Linked DNA regions of Mus musculus: all the other regions are linked to region 1. The links are chromatin contacts, called in public HiCAR-type and promoter capture Hi-C maps. All regions are on one chromosome and are shown on one strand. The core of a region is the stretch at or near the end of the contact, and the rest is flanking DNA. Distances in the headings are between cores, read along the strand shown.

Region 1 (2,866 bases), core at 270-2,769:
ACAGACTGTAAGTCATCATAATAGATTTCCTTACTATAGAGAGACAGACTATAAGTTCTCTGACTCTAGAGAACCCTGACTAATACATTTTGTAACATACATACATACATACATACATACATACAGATTGATTTGCTGTATAATGTGTGTTATCTCAGCCTTAATATGGTGATTAAATGAAAGAAGCCCATGCTAATACCTTTAATCCCAGCACTTGGAAGGCAGAGGCAGAAAGCTCTCTGTGAGGCCAGTCTGGTCCACATAGCGAGTTCCAGGCAAGCCTGCCTTACAGGGGGAGACCCTAACTCACACTCAAATAGAAGTTTTAAGAAGAGCAGACAGAGCCAGGCATGGTGGAGCACACTTTTAATTTCAGCACTCCAGAAGCAGAGGCAGGTGGATCTCTGTGCATTCAAGGCCAGCCTGGTCTACAAAATGAGTTCCAGAACAGCCAGGGCTACACAGAGAAACCCTGTCTTGGGGATTGGGAGCGGGGGAGGAGACAGAATAAAATGCAGGAAAGGAGAATTGCCATCACCAGAGGACTATAAAGCAGGTTAGAGTGTTATTGGACATTCCAGTGGAGAAGCTGAAGAAGTAGAAAAAGAGGATAACTGGTCCAAAGACAGACATCTTAGAGCAGACAGTGGAGAATGAAGGAAGGTCATTGAAGGAAATTAAAACAAAACAAAACAAAAAACAAAAACAAAACAGAACAACAACAACAGAAAAAAACTGTCCCTTCTCAGATTTCAAAGAATACAATATAGAAGCAGACTACTAATTTAGGAGCCCTACTAAGGGCAACACAATGTGGGGCTATTTTGATAACTAGCAAAATTCCTACAATGACGAATGGAAAAGTATCCCTTCCCACCCTCATAATACCATCCAGCTGAAGACTGATCTCATCAAAGTTGCAGTAACAGACAGGAGTCCTGTCTGTGGTGCAGCTAATTTATATACCCTGAATTAACTCTGCTCATTTACTGCGTTAGCAGTACCAGGAGGCAAGGCTGGAGAGGCTTCCATTCTAACTGAAGGAGGAGAGACTGGTTTCTGTGGAAGAGCGAGGAATGACCACAAATTCTTTGGGCTCTGCTCATCAAGAAGTGGGTCCGTGATCTCATTCCTTAACTCTAGTCTGGCTTTGTTGTTCCTGGGGCCATAGGAATGCGGTTGAAGCGCTTCCAAGTGCCTTGAATCGAACCGCCCCAGCAGCTAGACAGCACCTCCTGAGTGTGAACAGACCATTTTGGACCACACAGTTTAGCCAACTCTTGCTGAAAGAAACCAGCATAGGAATCACCCAGCTCGTCTTTACATATTTTGGTAAGTGGACTTTGTCCTTTCAATGAATCTAGTTCTAAATGCATTGGCCTGAAGGAAATAACCTTAAAAATATTTGCTTCTATTTCAGGCTTAGCCACGACCTCCTGGGGGTGTGGCTTATCCAGGGGGCGAGCTTTACGGGGGCGTGGCCTCTTGAGGGCGGGTCTCTTGGGCGGGGCTGGGGAGGACTCCCCAGCAACTGCGTCTAGAGGGCTGAGTGTTCTGGGTTCCACGTGGGTTGATTGAGTTTTAATTTGCAGAAAAAGCTGCTGCGGGCGCGACCGGAAGTGGCAGGTGAGTGAAGCCGGAAGCAGTTCCAGTGAATTCTTTGCGGGTTGTGGAGGCACACGCTGAGCAGGAGTGGGTGCTGCGGAGAGCACGCGTGCGTCCCATGGGCCCCTCCTATTGGTTCTGAAAGCTCTGCAGATTACACCTGGTGCTCCGGACGTAATTTCATTATTGGGAACAGTTGATTTCTAATACGGCGTAGGGTAAACTAAACAAGACATTCAGTGCTAGTCGCGTGCCTGCTCCCGAAGAGTAAAGCTTGCTTAAAAGTTCGTAATCACTTCCAGGTTTGGATCGCGTTATTAGGAGGATAGCAAATAGTTTTGGTAAGGCCTTGTGAGGAAGGTAGGCCTGTAGTTAGGTCTTGCTTTACACTCTGTCAGGGAGAAGCATGTGTTGGCAGTTGCAGAAGTGTCTCCCAGAGCATGGAAGTAAGAGCCTCCTGAGGAAATAATTATAACACCAGTAATGAAGATGAAAGCAGAGAGCTGGGGGTGGATTGCTCGGCGGTACAGTTCAAACCTAGACTGAGTGAGTTCCATCCCTTGCTCAGCTAAAGCTGTTAAAATAGAGTGTAGTTGGGTATATCAACCACATCCTAGCCCAGGCGCCTACAGAGGAGTAGGTGGCCAACACAAAACAAACTCCACGGGCTTTTTTTTTTTTTTCTTTTTTGGTCTTGTCTCGTTGATCTTTTACTTATTTTGACTTTAGTTTTCATAGGTTTTGGTTTTTTAAAGAAAGAACATAAAGTTGGGTGGATAGGGAGGTGGTGGGATCTGAAAAAAACGGGGAGAGGAAGGAACGTGATCAAAATGCATTGTATAAAAAGTTTTTCATTTAAAAAAGTAAAATATGGGTGTGGGTCGCTATGCAAAGTAACACTGTAGAAACAGAATTCTACCAGGTTTTCAAAAGTTAGATTGTTTCATTTTGTCTGTCAGCTACAGTCTGTCTCAGAAGGTATGTCAGGCCTTCAACCCAGAGGCAGAGGCAAATAGATCTCTGTGAGCTCAAGGTCAGCCTGGTCTACAGAGGTAGTTTCAGGAGATCCAGGGCTACACACTCATCGTGTCTGAGGGTGGGGAGATTGTGTTCTGATAACTAAAATAATTTGTGATACGATACATAATAATCATTTAGTTTAACTCCTTAAAATGACTCACGTGTAACTATTTTAGTAGTCCTATTTAAACATGACTCACACAGATTTACAGTCTTTATTCTGGCAATGTGTCTCCCTTCC
Region 2 (2,956 bases), core at 39-2,538, 1.4 Mb before region 1:
TTAAACATATTCTTTTAAAATCAATCTTTCAGGCCGGGCAGTGATGGCACACACCTTTAATCCCAGCATTTGGGAGGCAGAGGCAAGCGGATTTCTGAGTTCGAGGCCAGCCTGGTCTACAGAGTGAGTTCCAGGACAGCCAAGGCTACACAGAGAAACCCTGTCTCGAAAAACAAAATAAATAAATAAATAAATAAATAAATAAAATTTAAAAAATAAAATAAAATCAATCTTTCAAGTGTAGCTGATTATCCCCAAATCCCTTAGACTAAGTATAAGTACCCCCAGGGTGAAAAACCAGACTAACCCATAGTATCAGCAGGGACCAACACTAAGGAGGTACTACAACCAACCAGTAAAATAATGACATCTTAGTAACAGAAATGACATCTTAGTAACAAAAATTCAAACTGCTTTCTGCAGTTTAAATTTGTGTTTCCTGCACCCCCTATCCACAGCTCTGCGAGAAAAACAAACTTGTATTAAGCTCTAACAGCATTAATTTCTCTTCTTTGTAGACACCTGTGTCAATTTTCTGACACTGAGCTGTGCTTAGAGATCTAGAAATCCCTGAAGAGAGCAATGCTAACCAGCCTCTTTCATCATCAGGGCTCGCGGCCTGGGAAGGAAGGAGCAGGTGTTCTAACCAGCAAACAGACTTTTTTCCCCCTCTCCTTCCTCAGTCCGACCGAGTTCTACCCGGGTTCTTGCTTTCTATCCAGAGCAGCCACCACTCTATCCCGACACCGGCTCATCGCTAATGGTCCTCAACCATCCCTCATTTATCTCAGTTCTCTCTCCTCATATTTCTGTCCAACTCCAAACACCTCTTCCTTCGAGCCTGACACTAGTGACAGCTGAGAGCCCTACCTAGACCTACTAGAAACTTCTAGCGCTCGGAAAGGGGCGGGGGTGGGGGGCGGACCCTTGTCCTTCGGACCTGTGGCTCTTCAAAGGAGCGGAGATCCTCGGGGCGCCCCCTCCCGCCGGGGACTGCGTCCTCGAGCTCAGTCCCGACTCGGTCCCCAAGCCCTCCCTGCACGACCACCTCGCCCCGGGCGCCTCACCCTGGTAGGGCTTCGACAGCGAGTGCTCCCGTTTCAAGTACTCCACCGCTTGACCCGCCCTGACATGCCGCGGCCCCGGCCCAGACCCCAACAGAAGGAGAAAGAGCAAAAGCTTGGCCCCGTCCCGAGCCCACGCGCGCCGCCGCCACCGCTGCCACCAGGAGGGTCTCGAAGCCGCCGCCATCTTTCCCACCGCCGGCCCTTCATCAAAAAGCCCGCCCCGTGGCCCAACCCATTGGCCTGCGGAACCATCGGCCCGATCTCCCATTGGCTCCTGGAGAGTTCCCTCCCCCGCAGGTGAGTATCCCACCGATTGGCTGACTAGTAGCAGTTGCCTTGCCAACCCAGGCAAGGGGCGTTGCCGAATGTCCAGACTCCCTTCTCTGCTTTTGTCCCAGGCTTCACCAGGCCTGCTAGTAATAGAGATTCTTAGTTTGTTTCTGCATTCTATAGTAAATTTAAAGCGATAAAACATTTTTTTTTCCCGATTGTCACTGCCATTTGTACCTACCTGGCCGCCAAGCTAACAGCCAAGAGGGCATAGAAGTAAAAAGAAAAATAGACAAATCCGTGACTAAAATGAGTGGAAGGAACTGAAGACTAGCTGTGTTGGTAAAGAACTTGACTTACGATGTGGGAAGGCATTAGGTCATCCCAGCACTCTGGAGACTGAGGCAGGAAGGTGAGGAGTTCAAAGTCAACACAGTGAGTTAGGGAGTGACCTAAGTAATTCATTAGAATGAAACGACTGGTTCCAGGGTGGTGGTGGTGCACGGATTGTATCCCAATGCTTGGAGGCAACGGTATTTGGATCTCTGAGTTTGAGGCAAGCCTGGTCTACAGAGCAAGTTCTAGAATAGCCAAGGCTACACAGAGAAACCTTGTCTCAAACAGGCAAACCAAACCAAAGAAACAAACATCTGGCAAACTGTCTCAAACAGGCAAACCAAACCAAAGAAACAAACATCTGGCAAACTGTAAAATGTGTAAAGGGCAGCCTGGGTTACATGCTGGGTTGACGAGCACAATCAACCAACATCACATGATGATATTTATAGAAATTAAGTGTATGCTAAATTCTGTGTGAATTTTCAGGGTTACATGCTTTTATTGTGCAAACCTTGTTCCTTGATTTAAAATGATTGGTTAAATAGAATTGACTACAGCCAATTACTGGAGGGAGGGATTAGAGGTAGGTGGGTTTTAAGTTACTTAGTTGAGGGTGGAGAAGAGAGCAGAAGGAAGAGAAACCAGGGGAGAAGAGGAAGAACGAAAGAAGGGGAGGAAGCCTCCAGGAGACGAGATGGACTATGAGTCCATGGCCAGAAGAAGCAGCCAAGTACTTAGGCTGTACCACTGGGGAGGTAGCCAGGCCAGCAGTTAGAAGAGTAGATTAGGGGTTACCCCTAGAAACTGTCAAAGCCAAATAAAATAACCATAGTCTGAGTCTCACTTACTTGTAAGCTGGTCAGGGATAAACTTAAATTGGTTGTACTACACCCCAGAGTTCATATTTCACCAAGTTCCAGCTTCCTGCCTGATTGCTCACTTCTTTCAGAAAACTAGCTTCCTCTTACCTACTTCCTCCTGGAGGCCTCCCTCGACCCCACTCAGACCCGACCGTGTGTGCATTGCTGAGCTCTGACTCTGGTCCATAGATAGCTACAATGGACTTATCAGACTTGTGTCTACATCTTCCCAATAGACACAGTCAAAGCTAACTCTCTTCCAAACATGAGTAAATTTTACAGAGAAACAAGATGTGAGCTTGCCTCAGAGAAGATCAACTCTTGAAAGCTGACAAAGCTACCGATCTTTTACAACCCTATCTCGAGACAGATAAATGGTGACAAGACTTTAGGAACTGCAGTTAATCTCTTTGCCATTCA
Region 3 (2,768 bases), core at 109-2,608, 1.3 Mb before region 1:
ACAGACCATGTCATCGGACAGAGGGCTTGCATATTTTAGAAACATAAGGGTGATGGCTGCAAGGGTGAGAACCATAAAGAGGTACAGAAACACAACAGTCAGTCTGGCTTGGGGAACTAAACGCAATAGGAGGCGCTGGAGAGGCGGCTCAGTTAAGAGTTCTGTCTGCACCAGGCCGGTGGTGGCGCACGCCTTTAATCCCAGCACTCAGGAGGCAGAGGCAGGCGGATTTTTGAGTTCGAGGCCAGCCTGGTCTACAAAGTGAGTTCCAGGACAGCCAGGGCTATACAGAGAAGCCCTGTCTCAAAAAAAAAAAAAAAAAAGAGAGAGAGAGAGAGAGAGAGAGCGCTCTGGCTGCTCTGCAAAGGACCAGGGTTGTTTCTCAGCTGGTCACATCTGTAACTGCCAATTCCAGGGAATCTGAAGCCCTATTCTGGCCTCCAGGAGCTAAATGCACATAAATAGTCTTTAAATTAAAAAAAGCGTAAATGTAATCATCTCATTTGTTATTTTCTAAAGGTACAGCGGAGAAAACACTTCAAGAGGAGGAAGCGGGGAGTCCTATTATGTCCCTAGTCCAAAAGATGGGGGTAGCAGAGGTGTAGAGAAACGCCGCCCGCTAGGAAGCCATTCCTATGGTAACCATCAAGTGTTCCGTATCATCAGCCCTACACTGATGACAACCTTGCTACAACTGCACAAACTACCTGTTCCTGGGGATAACATGGTAACCGGCACAGAAGAACAGGGACCACTGCTAATAGCAAAATCTCTGTATGATTTTGGACAAAACAGTCACACCCCTGCGCTCCACAGTAAATCTTTCGAGATCACTGTCATTGCTAAAACTTGTACACTCACACCCGAGAGCAGCAAGGGCCAGCTGCCCTGACCTCCCCGGTGGATACGAACCACCAACTGCAGATTCTTTCCCTAGCTCCTCTGTCACCTGACCAGGCTGTCTCCTAGCTGGGTTGGTCTCCAGACCCAGTTCAGAAACCAATGCCTCAATTTACCCGTCCGCACTCGAGACGGAGTAGTCGAGGGGCTTCCTGCCACGCTTTGAAGCCAGCCTTCCTGCACCAGGCCCGGAAGCTCCAAACACGGTTCGAGGCCTCCTTCAGTCCACGTTCCCGGAGATGGGGCTGGAGATTGCCCGCCGCCGGCAACGCGGCCGCCTCACCCCTCTCACCCCTGTCGAAGTCCATCTCCTCCAGCGTCTGCTGTACCCCGGGCACCGCACTAGGGTGAGAGCAGCAGGAGCCATCCGCGCAAAGGTGCGGCGCCGCCATCCCGGCGGCCGGGACTGCAGCCAAGCGCTCCTACGAAATGCCCACCCCTCCGTCCCAGGTTGACCACTCGACGTCCGTAGTTGACCTTCGAGTCCCGCCTCCTCGCCCCAGGCCAACCAATCCTGCATTTAGACCTTAGCTTAGCAACCAATGAAAGTGGTGAGGTGTGGCTGGATAGACTGAGCCTTGCTGCTTTGCTACCACGGGAGGGCGCCCAAGGCTAACTAAGCACAAGGAAGAGCAAAGGCTCGGGAATCCGTTGAGCTCCCCGGGAGGAGGCAGGACAGTTCGTGCAGCCTCGCCTTGTAGGGTGAGGGGACCAGGCAGCTTGGCCTGTCTGGTAGTGTTTATGTCGCATTCGCCAGAACCGAGGCCTCGCAGGTTCCCCAGGGCACAAGGACTCTAGACGCGGCCCATAGTCCCTCTCTCATCTCCCAAGCATCACTTGAGCTGTAGGCCATCCATGGTCAGATCAGTGACCCGCCAGAAAGCTACTAACACTCTGACCCTCGTTCTTTAGCAATCCATCAGGAAGCAGGTGGCCTGAGGGCAAGGACCTGGTAGACCACCTTTGTGCTTAAGCCTCTGCCCACTCAGTGGGCGCTGGTTGCCAACACCCACTGGGCAGACAACTGAGCTAAGGGAAACACACTCAAGTATTTCCCAGCCTCTTCTGACCCACACTCAGGGAAACAGCAGCCTGCTCAAGGGTCATCCAAGTGTATGGGGGGTGGGGGGTGGGGTGGCAGCTAAGGGTGGGCAGAGAGCTCACTGTGGTCTCTGTTCCTATGTACCGGTTAGATTGATCTAAACCAGGTGTGTCCAAATTGCAGCCAACAACAGCATCAAATTTAGCACAACACAAAATCTTAAAATGTCTTTTTTTTTTCCTCCTTCCTATTTTCCTTCTCGAAATCCGATTGGCAGGCAGCTCTCATTAAGGGCGCTCAGAAATGAATCCAGGCTGGGCCTGTTGTTTTTCCCAGGAACATCTGGGCCTACACCACTCCCTCACTAAGACAAGGGCTTGATACTGACTGGGTGGCAATAGGGGACTATCCCTACCCAGATAGGACATTCGAGACTAGCATTCTTCCCCTCCCACGGAGCTTGTCCTAATCTCCATCTTTATAAAGACACTGTCCACACAACTTGAGAAGCCTCTCCTTCAGCCCCTGACTCCCTGCTCACCCTCCCTATAGTTCTGGGAAGACCGTCTCCTTCTCCTCCTCTTCCCGAACGCTCTGCCTTGTTTCCCTGTGGCACCAGGCCAAGTCCAGCTCCCAAGCAGAGTAGCCCTGCTCTGGCTCCCAGTCCCATAGGCATCACTGTGGGAAAACACTTGAGTCTCAGCTGGCCCCTCCAGAGATGCACGGACAGGCATTAAGACCATGATGGCCCAGACCAAAGGATGAGTCCCTCTTAGGTCAATAAGTGGGTTTGAGTCAAAATATCTGTGTGGCAGGGTTAAATTTC
Region 4 (2,961 bases), core at 61-2,560, 1.4 Mb before region 1:
AAAAATTGATGTTTGTATGTGTATGTTTGCGTGTATGCACATATGCCATGTGGGACTGTTTCAGTTATGTCTACAGAATCCATTTTAGAAAAAAAATTCAAGAGGCTGGAGAGATGGACTCAGTGGTTAAGAGCACTTACCACTCTTGCAGAAGGCCTGGTTCCCAGAACCAACATGGTGGCTCACAAATGTCAACTCTAGTTCCAGGGGATGTAGTGCCCTCTTCTAGCCTCCTTCGGCACCTGCATACACAACACACATACATACACTTGGGCCCACACAGACACAAAACAAAACAAAACATATGTATAAGATGTGTACATGTCTTAGTACATTTAGGGAGAAAGTAGAGAGAAAAATGCAAAAAACAGGGATACCCATAGAGAAGCTAATCCCATAAAGACCACATACAATGAACGAAGAATGCTCCATCTGATCATGCAGGTGTCTTCCAAAATAAGGACAAAAAGAACCCTCTCAAACAGCTTTCTCAACCCGAGGAATCAGAATAAACTGTGGTTGTGAAGCTAGCATGTATGGAAATTCCTGACAGCTGCTATCTCCCTGCATGGCTGAATGACCCGAATGTCAGGTGCATGTCAGAAACCAAAGGCACACAGAATCAGTCTCTAAACATCGTTTTATTGTAAGCTTAATTACATGAAACAAGTGTGAAGATTCAAGGAAACAGATTTTTCTGGGTTTGAGTATTTACTATGGACCTTCCTATCAAGGCATCTTCCTCAAAAGCAGGTGTCTGTCTTGATATCCACAGAGCCCAACGCAAAGCTAAGAGACTTTAGCTTTAAAACAAACCAATAGAGCTGGGTGAGGTTAAGAATGTGTGCTGAGGACCAGAGTTCAGTTCCCAGCACAGCTTCCCATTAGCTTGGAACTCCAGCTCCAGGGGGAATTCGACGCCCTCTTGCGTCTGCCCAAAGCACTGCCCTCGCAAGCGCAAACCCACATACAAATACAAATGATAAGAAAATGTTTTAAACAAACGACTCCAGGTTTCCCTGTGCCCAGTCCCTGGTTCTTATTCAGCCCTTAGCCTTGCTGGCCAGAGGGTTAATGACCTTCCTTTGCTCGTCCACACGCGCCGGGAACTCCGAGGCCGTCCCAGACAGCCGCCCCGCGTCCTCCCTTGCCTGCGGAGCCCCACGCCCCTCCGGCTCGCCCCGCCCCGCGCCGCTTGTTTACTCCCCGGCGCAGCCTAGTTCTCCCCAGAGCCCGCCCCCGCCAGCCGCTTATTGGTCAAAGTGACGCGGAGGCCCGCGCCGATTGGCTGCAACAACAGAGGCGCGGGTGAGTGGGGTAGGCTGCGCCCGAGGCCCAGAAGGGGTAGCAGGCCATGGCGGCGGCTGCTGCGGCTGTGGTGGGTTGGTTGGGCTGGGTGCTTGCCGCGTTCTGTCTGGGCAGCACCGCAGGGGAGGCGGCGCCGGCGCCGGGCGCGGGACTGCTGAACTTCTGCACGGAAGAGGACAGCGCACCGGGCGCGGGCTCCCTGCGCGGAAGGGCAGCGCCAGAGGCCACTTTGTGCTTGCGACTCTTCTGCTCCGGCTTGGCCAACAGCTCCTGGACCTGGGTAGCCGCCGAGGGCGCAGGCTGCCCGGAGGGCGGACGGGCCACGGAGCCCGAGGAGGCGGCCGCCCCGACGGGCGAGTGGCGCGCGCTGCTGCGCCTGCGCGCCGAGGCCGGCCACCCGCGCTCCGCGCTGCTGGCGGTGCGCGTGGAGCCGGGTGGTGGGGCCGCGGAGGAGGCGGCGCCGCCCTGGGCGCTGGGGCTGGGGGCGGCCGGGCTGCTGGCCCTGGCGGCGGTGGCGCGCGGCCTGCAGCTGAGCGCGCTGGCGCTGGCGCCGGCCGAGGTGCAGGTGCTGCGCGAGAGCGGCTCGGAGGCGGAGCGCGCGGCGGCGCGGCGCCTGGAACCCGCGCGGCGCTGGGCCGGCTGCGCCCTGGGCGCGCTGCTGCTTCTGGCCAGCCTGGCGCAGGCGGCACTGGCCGTGCTGCTGTACGGGGCGGCGGGCCAGCGCGCCGTGCCCGCCGTGCTGGGTTGCGCGGGGCTGGTGTTCCTGGTGGGTGAGGTGCTGCCGGCCGCCGTGAGCGGACGCTGGGCGCTGGCGCTGGCGCCGCGCGCGTTGGGCCTCAGCCGCCTGGCGGTGCTGCTCACCTTGCCCGTGGCGCTGCCGGTCGGGCAGCTGCTGGAGCTGGCAGCGCGGCCGGGGCGTCTGCGGGAGCGCGTGCTGGAGCTGGCGCGCGGCGGCGGCGACCCCTACAGCGACCTCAGCAAGGGAGTGCTGCGCTCCCGGACCGTGGAGGACGTGCTCACGCCGCTCGAAGACTGCTTTATGCTGGACTCCGGCACTGTCCTAGACTTCAGCGTCCTCGCCAGCATCATGCAGAGCGGCCACACGCGCATCCCAGTGTACGAGGAGGAGCGCTCCAACATCGTGGACATGCTCTACCTCAAAGACTTGGCTATCGTTGAGCCCGAGGACTGCACACCGCTCAGCACCATCACCCGCTTCTACAACCATCCACTCCACTTTGTCTTCAACGATACCAAACTGGACGCTGTCCTGGAGGAGTTCAAGCGAGGTAAGGGGACGCCCCTGTTAGAAAGGCCCCAGAAAGTGATGGCCTTGTACCTGCGAATGACCTTTGGAAATATTTAAAGACCCACCTTTTAGAAGCGGAAGGAAGTGCTATGGGAGTCTGATGCGGGAGGATCGGAAGGTGGTTACCCTGTTTGTTAAATAGAAAATTTTAAAAAAGTTGGGGATGTAGCTCAGTGCTTGCCTAACATACATGAAGCCCTGACCATTACCCAGTACCACATAAACCCAAGCAGTGGCCTACCTACTTAGAAGGATGGAAGCCGGCCTGGACTAAAGATTCTGTCTCAAAAGTAAATGAATGAATAAAAAGATCCATTGGCAGGCAGCAAGCATGCCTACTTGGC
Region 5 (2,741 bases), core at 124-2,623, 1.1 Mb after region 1:
TGTTTCTCGTGTGTATTCAGTTAAAGACTTTATCCATGTTGTAGTCAATGTAATAAAACCAAAAGTCAAGACAATGAGTTAACAGGGGATTGTTCTGAAGCACACCTGCTGTAAAAAGCAACTGGGAACATTATTTCCAATACACCAGGATACATCTTTCAGTGGATCCACCTGGAGCAAGGAAAGGGCAAACCACACCTGCTTTACTGCTGTGCGGTGGAGAGAAGCCTGTGATCAAAGTCCCTCAAGTTAAACTATCTCACAAACTGATTTTGGAAGTGAAAACTGGGAAAATTCATTCACAACACTAGGCAAATTAATTAACACTTTAAAAGGTCTGTCTGTAATCTGGTTGGAATGTGTTGGGTTAAATTAAATCCATGCTCCTTGTTTTTTTCAGGGAATAGTGTAATTTTTTTTCTATATTAGTGATTATTCCCCAGAAATTATCAGTTCCGAGTCCTCAGCTGCAGGGATTTAAGTTGTCTGGAAATAACACCTTAGTGTAACTGTAGTTTTTGTTTGTTTTTATAGACAGAGGTTCACTCTCTAGCCCTGGCTGGGTCTCCTGAGTATTGGAATTATAGATGTGAACTACCACACCTAGACACCTGCAGTTTTGAAAGCTCCTTGGTAATTCCAAAGTGTACCCACGGTGTGTGCTTGAGCAGAGGCAGCAAGGTAGTCCAGGGCTGTGGAAGGCCTTTTAACTCCCGTGCTCTCAGTTCCAGCTCCGAATGCTGTGGATCGCCCTGGAGCCTGTGCTTTTGCTCAGGGTCACACGAGTCTGGTATTAACCAGAGAAAATGATTCTCACTGTGGCCTTTTCCTTTTGTGAGGGTGAAGGGGCGTGGAGCCCAGGCGTTCCCCACTCCACCGGTTTCTCAAATCTGATGCTGTAACCGCAGAGGTTAGACTATGCTCTAAACAAACCCAGTGAGCTCAGTAAACAAACCCAATAAGCAATTCATCCCATTCAACAGAGAAGGTGTGTGACCTCCAGGTGACCCGGGTCACTTTTAATCCTAGCATCGGGTCACTGTCAGGCAATTCTGCTTCCGACAGGCTCCGATTGGCGGCCCGGGAAGTCGCAGAACCTATGCTTACCTCGGGTCAGCCCCAAACAACCAGCCACTTTCCCTAACAAGGTAGCGCCTGGACATGGCCCGAATGACGTCACCCTATAGTCCCACCCACCGGAGGCACGGCCTGTCATTCCAACGCTCTCAGCCTTCGCCCGGGTTCCTGAGGACCAGGCGCAGACTCCAGTCTTCACTTCCTCCTTGGCTCCGCCCTTTTCGTGCCTGGGGGCGGGGAGAAGACCGGAGGGGGCGGTGCCGCGCGTGCGCGGAGAGGAGCGGAGGGGCTGGGGCAGAGGGCTGGTTTGAGTGACTGAAGGCAAGATGCAGGTGAGTGTGGCGAGCTCGGGACCCCAAGTCTGCGGTCGTTTGGCTTGGTGGGCTCGCGCCAGACCCGGAGCCGGGTCTACATGGATTAGTTACAGAACTCGGCGGACTGCGGGGAGGCCCGGCGCAGGCGCACTGCGAGAGGGCGGGTGCGGTCCCTCCGGCCTCCTGGGCTGGGCACTCCTGCTCCGGTGCGTCCTGCCCCGCAAATCTCTGTCCTTTGGTAGGCACCGGACTTTGGGCTCGTTCTCCTCCAGGCCTGATGAAGGCCCCGACCCTCCTGCCATCTAGAGCTGACTCTAGATGGTCCGTTGGGAGTGCTTTCTGGTTTCCAGATCTGAACTCTAGGCCTCACGACTATTGTTAATTTCTAATATGAAGAAAGGTGGAACTCCTTAGCAATTTTTTTTCCTTTTTTGAGCTGGAATTAGACAAAAGCCCAAAGAAAGTGTGTTAGAGAACCGCATCGGAATAGCCTTAGAAGAGCAAAAGTATGCGTCAGCCACTTTGTCGCCAACCTTCTATGTGGCTGTGTTTAAGGATTCTGAAGAGTCTGGATGGAGGGTAGATGGACCGTGTAGTTGTGGGCTCCGGCTTAAGAGACAGACCTTGGGGACTGGAGGGGGTGGTCATCTACACATTCAGCAAGCCGGCCACACCTACACCTGGGAGGCAAGAACAGGCTCAAGTAAAGGGATATACCTAGTATTTTGTGCTTACTAAACATTAGCCGTCAGGAGTGACTCTGGAGCAGGCCAGGCGTCTGCTATTCTCAGATTTATCCTTTAGACTCTAAAGCTTAGGGAAGTCTGTGGGTCTAGCCACAGTCTTCCTCTTCCCCAAGTCTACTGCAGGCTCTCAGGACAGACAGATGGTCAGTCAGCATGTCACAGCGTTTTTGCATTTTCAGGTCCCTCTGCCTGGAATGTAACTTCCTTTGGTCTCCAGGTTCCTCTCGTTGGGGAAGAGTTCTCAGGACTCAGATAAACCTTCTTTAATTAGTGCGTAGCTCTGACCTGTTGTTTAGAGAGGCCCAGCTTCAAGCAGACACCTTTCATGGTTTATGTAGGGTTAGCCAGTCGTCTCCTGGTGTTTTGGGGTTTTGTTTGTTTGTTTGTTTTTTCTGAAGCTGAAATGCGCAGGTTTCTGGTTAAGACAGTGTTTGCTGTATCGTTGCGTAGCTCTGACCTGTTGTTTAGAGAGGCCCAGCTTCAAGCAGACACCTTTCATGGTTTATGTAGGGTTAGCCAGTCGTCTCCTGGTGTTTTGGGGTTTTGTTTGTTTGTTTGTTTTTTCTGAAGCTGAAATGCGCAGGTTTCTGGTTAAGACAGTGTT
Region 6 (2,945 bases), core at 37-2,536, 1.2 Mb before region 1:
ACTATGCAAAGTGTAAGCCCATCTTCACAGTCAAGAAATTTGGTGCCTCATTATAGGCTATTTTTTTTTCTTGGTTGAGGGCAGCCATGAAGACCAGGTTAGTTCCTCTGAAGGAATGTTCCACCAGACCCTTTTGAAAATAACCTACAAGGGGTAGGTGACAACACCCAGGAATTTAGTCCTTTGTAGTTTTCCTCAACTTGACCTTTTGTAGTCACAAGCTCTATAAACTATATTTTTGGTCCAAGCGGCAGGATTTACTAAAAGTCATTTGATATTATTATGTCAGGCCTCTGCAAGGTACTTAAGATTTCATCACTGGGACGCAATTAGGGAAGCATAGATACTGTATGCAGCCATAGTGTTTCAGGAATGTTCCACAACGAGAATAAATCGAAGAAGCCAGTGTTTGGAAATCTAGTGAACGCTCTGCCGTGAGTTGTCAGGCTTTACCTGTGTGCAACACTGAGCAATGGAGGACGTTTTCTGTCTAAATTAGAGACTTCTGGCCACGGTGCCTATTGTCATTTCCAGTTGCATTATTAACTTTCTTTCTGTCCCTCCTCCTCCTAGTATCCTCATCGTGGTGGAGTGGCCATCAGGAGGTATCCTACATCTATGCCTCCAAAGCCCTTCTGCACCGCACCCCCCGCACCCCCCTCATCCTTGTCCCTGGGGCCAACACCATCACCTCCCATAACATTACTATAGGAGGAAAACTGAGGACGGTGCAACAGCTTTAATCCCAGCAGAGGTAACCAGATCTCTGTGAGCTTTAGACCACCCTGATCTACATAGGGAGTTAAAGGTCAGCCAGGCTACATAGTGATACCGTGCTTAAAAAACAAAACAAAACAGAGTGGAGGAGGGAATTGAGGCTAAGACTGTGTGTGTGGGGGGGTGTACTGTCAATTTCTGACGGAGTGGGCCATTGCAACAATTTGGTAACAACTAAAGCTGTCTGCAGTCTCGAACCCGTGGCTAACAGGCATAACAAACACAACAGGCTTCCTGAGCTCACGCCCAAGGTTGTATGATTCGTGGTGGAAGCCCTTGACTGCGGGAACTTCGGCTTCCACAGCACCTCCACTACAAGAACTACTATGTGGCTGGGACACTGGGCGCGAACACTCAAGCGGACAGGTCATGAACCCGAAAGCCGCTAGCTGTCAGGGTGACTGACGCCACGCCCCGGAGGCGGCGGGAGTCTGCGCGGCCCACGAAGAGGCAGAACTGCGCATGTGCGGCGTCTACTTTTAGCGCTGCTTCGGCTGGTCGGGGCAGGAAGCGGAAGACTGACCGGGCGTTGTTAGACTCCCACCAACGGAAGTCCCGCCCATCTTGCTCAGCCTGTTCCCGGAAGTGCATCTGCTTGTCTCGGGCGAGATGGCTTCAAGGTTACTTCGCGGAGTGGGCGCTTTGGCGGCGCAGGCCCTGAGGGCCCACGGCCCCCGTGGCGCGGCCGTGACCCGCTCCATGGCTTCTGGAGGTACGTGACCAGCTGGGCGGGACAGGCCGGTGTCCATGGCCTCCGGCGTGGTTGGTGATGGGCGGTCGAGCGGGGTCGGCCATTAGCGTTCTCTCGAGCCCTGCTGACCACCTTAGGCTCCGGGAGCCGGCGCTCTGTCCGGTCTTGCTGTAATTTCGGCCGCCCACCCGATCGAACCCGCTTTCAAAGTGCCCTCACTGGAAGGTGCCGGGTGACCTTGGAACACAAGGACTTGGAGGGCTGAAAAAGCGCTGGACCAACATTCAAATCCCTTGCCCGCCACCAGCCAGTATACTCTCATGACTTGATTGTAGGGAAAGTCGACAACCAAGCTTCCGCGGTGGGAAGGGAAAAACGGTATGGCTTGGGAGTCATGCCTCAGTGGGCTTAGGGGACTGTGGGAATGGGTAGCTTGGGAACCCACCAAAGAAGCGGATAACGTCACCTTTCCCGTGTTGATCTTTTTATCGTGTATCCATCGTGGTCATATCAATTGCCGTAGCTCATTTTTCTTCTTCTAGGTGGTGTCCCCACTGATGAGGAGCAGGCTACTGGGCTGGAGAGGGAGATCATGATAGCAGCACAGAAGGGACTGGTAAGGAGAAATGCTGTGTCCTCTGGAGCCCTGGGGCTTGGATGGGATTAGAGGAGTTCCTGTCAGCCAGCGTCTGGTCCTGACAACCCAGCTTGTAGGAACGGCCCTTTTGCAGTGCAGTGGCAGGCGTTATCTGTCATAAATAGTCAACTCTTGTCTCTTTCAGGACCCATACAATATGCTACCTCCAAAGGCAGCTTCAGGCACCAAGGAAGACCCTAATCTAGTCCCGTCCATCAGCAACAAGAGAATAGTGGGCTGCATCTGTAAGCACTTTGTTTTTATTTTCTGGCCCATTTGTTTATAACCTGCCTCACAGAATGTCTATAAATTGCTTCAGATATGTGTGTATGATGGACTGTATGTGTGTAAAAATGTAAATATGTGTATACATTGTTGTAAGGGTTGTTGACTGTCTTAAGTCTCAGTATGCATGAGAAGTCACAGAAGGCAGATGACCCTGGAGCTGTAGTTACAAGCAAGGCTGTGAGCCACTTTGCTGTGGCTACTGGGAATTGAACTCAGGTCCTCTGGAAGAGCAGTCCATGCTTTTAATTGCTGAACTATCTTTCCAGCCCAGATTATTTACACACACACACACACGTATGTACATACATATGCCAGGTACTGTTTGTTTCAAGCACTAGGGATACACATGAGTACAGATCCTGTTTTGGAATTTTGCATAGGGACTGGAATTGTTAGAACCTACAGTGACCCCATACAAGGTTATCTTACTCACAGGTAAATGCATCCCCGCTTTTTCATTTGAAGGAGCGGAGCGTGAAGTGGTCTCCTAGTCAGTGGCAGTTTTGTTGCTGTGTCCGAAGTGTCTGTAGGAAAGAGGTGAATGCTGAAAGC
Region 7 (2,918 bases), core at 107-2,606, 1.4 Mb before region 1:
TGACATCCAAGTGGGGCTGACCAGGAAGCAGTGATCTCAAGGCTAGAACAGCAGCCCCACCCCTCAGTTCATTTCCACAAGCAGCTGCCTCAGCTGGCCAGTCACCACAATTTGGGGTTAAGGGTATGGTCCTGAAAGAGCAGGCAGCAACAACTATTACTACACAGGCAAAGACTATTCACAGAGAGTTGTTATGTCATATTCGGTGTGTAAGCCAGTTGTTCTCACGTGCTTAGCCAGGTGATGCTGTGTTATCACTCTTCCTGCCGTCAAATTAAAAACTAAAACCATAACTAAACAATAAAATCAATCCAGGCATGGTGGTGCATATCTGTAAACCCTGCACTTGGGAGGTAATGGACATAGGATCGGGAGTTCAAGGTCAGCCTCAGATTTGAAGAGTTCAAAGCCATATCGGGCTATGTAAGACCTTGTCTCAAAAAAAAAAAAAAAAAAAAACAAACAAAAAACAAAAAACAAAAACAAAACAAAAAAAAAAAAACCAGTCATTCTTACCGCCATTTACAGACAGGGACTAGGATTAACGGTGAAGATCTGAAAGGCCTAGGATTTTGTGCCTAGGTTCAAAATTTGCATCTGTAAGAAGTAAAACACTTAGTGTTCCTGTGTGTGTTTACTTGCTTATTGCGCTCCCCCTCCTGCCCCCGTATGGCTTGTCTTGTTTACTGCCATTTTTCTGATGATAGGCTGTAAACTAAAGATGTGCAAGAATTTTGGCTTGTTCATTGCCGTATCGTTAGAGTATGAAACAAGAGTACATGTTCAATGAAAACTCATCCCTAAATAGAAATGACAGGTGAAAAACCTAGGTCAGAGCCTGGTCCCTCAGCACCTTAGGGGTCTAGACAGAACCGAGGAGTGGGCTGGGGGACTTCGGGGGCAGTGACAACCTATTTCTGGCATTGGGTCAAGGTCAACGAAAATCCCAGAAGTAAGGAGGCTGTAACGCCAGCCTGAACCCTCAGGTTCCCTTTTCTTTTTCTAAACCAGGAAATGCATTTTTCTCGCTGTGCCCGCGGAGAAGCACCACCCGCCCCAGAACGGAGCGACAGAGTGCAGGGGACCCGGAAGCAACCGAGCGCGTGGGGCTTGGGAGCCGGGCTCCCTAAGGAGGAGCGCGGGAGAAGCCCGGTGCCGCGCGGAAGCTTGGCTGGGCGCACCCCCGCTGCGGGCTCCCGCGCTCGCCCCGCGCCGTTCTACCTTAAGGGCGCAGACCTCCTTAAGCCGGGCGCGCGAGCCGTGGGTAGGGGCGGGACATCGCATGCAAATAAGGGGCGTGGGGCGGCGGGGCGGGGCGGGCGGGGCGCGGTCTGACGTCAGGTCCTCGGCTGGGGCAGTTGGCGCGGCGGCAGCGGAGCGGCAGGAGGGCAGGAGCGGAGGCGCCGAGTGAGGCGCGCGGCGGGGCGCGGGCAGCGGCGGGGCCGGAGCAACATGGCGCCGGGGGGCGGGGGCGGGCGGCGGGACGGCTGGCCGGCCCGAGGGCGCCTCCTCCTGGCTGCGCTGCTGCTGCTATGGACGCGGGCGGCCAGCGGCCAGAGCAGCCCCCAGCAGAGCGTGATCCTAGGCATGAGGCTAGCGAGCTGCAACAAGTCGTGCGGGATGAACCCGGATGGCATCATCTTCGTGTCCGAGGGCAGCACGGTGAACTTGAGGCTCTATGGCCACAGCCTGGGCGATATCTCCAGCAACCTGATCTCCTTCACCGAGGTGGACGACGCCGAGGCGGTCCACAACTCCACCAACTGCCTGGAGCTCACCAAGGACTTAGTGGTCCAGCGGCTGGTCAACGTGAGCCGCGGGAACACGTCGGGGATGCTAGTGGTGATTACCAAGTTCCTGCGGAGGAGCGAGAACATGAAGCTGTACGCGCTGTGCACCCGGCCCCGGGCCGACGGGCCCTGGACCAGATGGACGGACAAGGACTCCCTGCTCTTCATGGTGGAGGAGCATGGGAGGTTTCTGCCGCTCTGGCTGCACATCCTTCTCGTTATGGTGCTGTTGGTGCTGTCGGGCATCTTTTCTGGCCTCAACCTGGGGCTTATGGCCCTGGACCCGATGGAGCTGCGCATCGTGCAGAACTGTGGAACTGAGAAGGAGAGAAAGTATGCTCGCAAGATAGAGCCCATCAGGCGCAAGGGCAACTACCTGCTCTGCTCGCTGCTCCTGGGGAACGTGCTAGTCAACACCTCCCTCACCATCCTTCTAGACAACCTCATCGGGTCTGGCATCATGGCAGTGGCCTCCTCTACCATTGGCATTGTCATCTTTGGGGAGATCTTACCTCAAGCCCTGTGCTCCCGGCACGGGCTGGCTGTGGGTGCCAACACTATTGTTCTCACCAAAGTCTTTATGCTCCTCACTTTTCCCTTGAGTTTCCCCATTAGCAAACTCCTGGACTTCGTCTTAGGTCAGGAGATTCGCACTGTTTACAATCGGGAGAAGCTGATGGAGATGTTGAAGGTGACAGAGCCCTATAATGACTTGGTGAAGGAGGAGTTAAATATGATCCAGGGTGCCCTGGAACTAAGGACCAAAACTGTGGAGGATATCATGACCCAGCTACACGACTGCTTCATGATCCGCAGTGATGCCATTCTGGACTTCAACACCATGTCGGAGATTATGGAGAGTGGCTACACTCGCATTCCTGTGTTTGAAGATGAGCAATCCAATATTGTAGATATCCTGTATGTCAAAGACTTGGCTTTTGTTGACCCGGATGACTGCACCCCGCTCAAGACCATCACTCGCTTCTACAACCACCCGGTACATTTTGTTTTTCATGACACCAAGCTGGATGCCATGCTAGAGGAATTTAAGAAGGGTAAGGACTGGTGTAGCTCCTGGTTAAATGTCCTTTTGATACCTCTCGTTCCCCTGAAGCATCCCCTGCATGC

Evidence for each region. Promoter capture Hi-C pulls out the DNA fragments that hold promoters and counts their contacts. HiCAR-type assays count read pairs that join an accessible place to other places. Capture Hi-C pulls out chosen DNA fragments and counts their contacts.
Region 2: a promoter capture Hi-C map of pre-B cells shows a contact between it and region 1, with 5 times the contacts expected there. The contact joins the promoter of Lman2l here to the promoter of Lipt1 in region 1. A contact is called at or near these places in 1 of 39 promoter capture datasets (pre-B cells), 1 of 484 Hi-C or Micro-C datasets (CD8 T cells), 2 of 115 datasets of contacts at active chromatin or transcription factors (embryonic stem cells and pancreatic cancer cells) and 1 of 9 other capture datasets (pancreatic islet).
Region 3: a HiCAR-type map of astrocytes shows a contact between it and region 1, with 2.7 times the contacts expected there. The contact joins the promoter of Ankrd39 here to the promoter of Lipt1 in region 1. A contact is called at or near these places in 11 of 39 promoter capture datasets (the 3T3-L1 cell line, 3T3-L1-derived adipocytes, the C10 cell line and 8 more), 2 of 484 Hi-C or Micro-C datasets (the N1E-115 cell line and embryonic stem cells), 5 of 115 datasets of contacts at active chromatin or transcription factors (astrocytes, embryonic hindbrain, embryonic stem cells and 2 more) and 3 of 9 other capture datasets (adipose tissue, embryonic stem cells and liver).
Region 4: a promoter capture Hi-C map of pre-B cells shows a contact between it and region 1, with 5 times the contacts expected there. The contact joins the promoter of Cnnm3 here to the promoter of Lipt1 in region 1. A contact is called at or near these places in 9 of 39 promoter capture datasets (the 3T3-L1 cell line, cranial neural crest, embryonic stem cells and 6 more), 3 of 115 datasets of contacts at active chromatin or transcription factors (astrocytes, large pre-B cells and pancreatic cancer cells) and 1 of 9 other capture datasets (liver).
Region 5: a promoter capture Hi-C map of liver shows a contact between it and region 1, with 5 times the contacts expected there. The contact joins the promoter of Pdcl3 here to the promoter of Lipt1 in region 1. A contact is called at or near these places in 5 of 39 promoter capture datasets (the 3T3-L1 cell line, the C10 cell line, liver and 1 more) and 1 of 115 datasets of contacts at active chromatin or transcription factors (astrocytes).
Region 6: a contact with region 1 is called in a promoter capture Hi-C map of liver, with 8 times the contacts expected there. The contact joins the promoter of Cox5b here to the promoter of Lipt1 in region 1. A contact is called at or near these places in 10 of 39 promoter capture datasets (the 3T3-L1 cell line, the C10 cell line, the HPC-7 cell line and 6 more), 5 of 484 Hi-C or Micro-C datasets (CD4 T cells, CD8 T cells, the G1E-ER4 cell line and 2 more), 5 of 115 datasets of contacts at active chromatin or transcription factors (embryonic forebrain, epiblast stem cells, large pre-B cells and 2 more) and 4 of 9 other capture datasets (adipose tissue, embryonic stem cells, liver and 1 more).
Region 7: a contact with region 1 is called in a promoter capture Hi-C map of liver, with 5 times the contacts expected there. The contact joins the promoter of Cnnm4 here to the promoter of Lipt1 in region 1. A contact is called at or near these places in 4 of 39 promoter capture datasets (the C10 cell line, cranial neural crest and liver), 1 of 115 datasets of contacts at active chromatin or transcription factors (astrocytes) and 2 of 9 other capture datasets (adipose tissue and liver).

What each region holds. Positions count from the first base shown.
Region 1 is chr1:37,870,700-37,873,565 of GRCm38.p6, forward strand. Lipt1 (lipoyltransferase 1) reads left to right here and starts at 1,520. Exons shown (of 2, transcript NM_001037918.4): 1 at 1,520-1,626.
Region 2 is chr1:36,443,983-36,446,938 of GRCm38.p6, forward strand. It overlaps Lman2l (lectin, mannose-binding 2-like), which reads right to left and starts at 1,289. Exons shown (of 8, transcript NM_001013374.2): 1 at 1,068-1,289. The coding sequence starts at 1,251.
Region 3 is chr1:36,545,894-36,548,661 of GRCm38.p6, forward strand. It overlaps Ankrd39 (ankyrin repeat domain 39), which reads right to left and starts at 1,359. Exons shown (of 4, transcript NM_026241.4): 1 at 1,193-1,359. The coding sequence starts at 1,292. It overlaps Sema4c (sema domain, immunoglobulin domain (Ig), transmembrane domain (TM) and short cytoplasmic domain, (semaphorin) 4C), which reads right to left. Exons shown (of 15, transcript NM_001126047.3): 15 at 2,746-2,768.
Region 4 is chr1:36,510,557-36,513,517 of GRCm38.p6, forward strand. Cnnm3 (cyclin M3) reads left to right here and starts at 1,311. Exons shown (of 8, transcript NM_053186.3): 1 at 1,311-2,597. The coding sequence starts at 1,355.
Region 5 is chr1:38,986,441-38,989,181 of GRCm38.p6, forward strand. It overlaps Pdcl3 (phosducin-like 3), which reads left to right and starts at 1,374. Exons shown (of 6, transcript NM_026850.4): 1 at 1,374-1,409. The coding sequence starts at 1,404.
Region 6 is chr1:36,690,201-36,693,145 of GRCm38.p6, forward strand. It overlaps Cox5b (cytochrome c oxidase subunit 5B), which reads left to right and starts at 1,287. Exons shown (of 4, transcript NM_009942.2): 1 at 1,287-1,489; 2 at 2,011-2,084; 3 at 2,251-2,350. The coding sequence starts at 1,387.
Region 7 is chr1:36,470,241-36,473,158 of GRCm38.p6, forward strand. It overlaps Cnnm4 (cyclin M4), which reads left to right and starts at 1,357. Exons shown (of 7, transcript NM_033570.2): 1 at 1,357-2,845. The coding sequence starts at 1,453. Gm33454 (predicted gene, 33454) reads right to left here and starts at 1,529. Exons shown (of 3, transcript NR_168706.1): 1 at 1,222-1,529.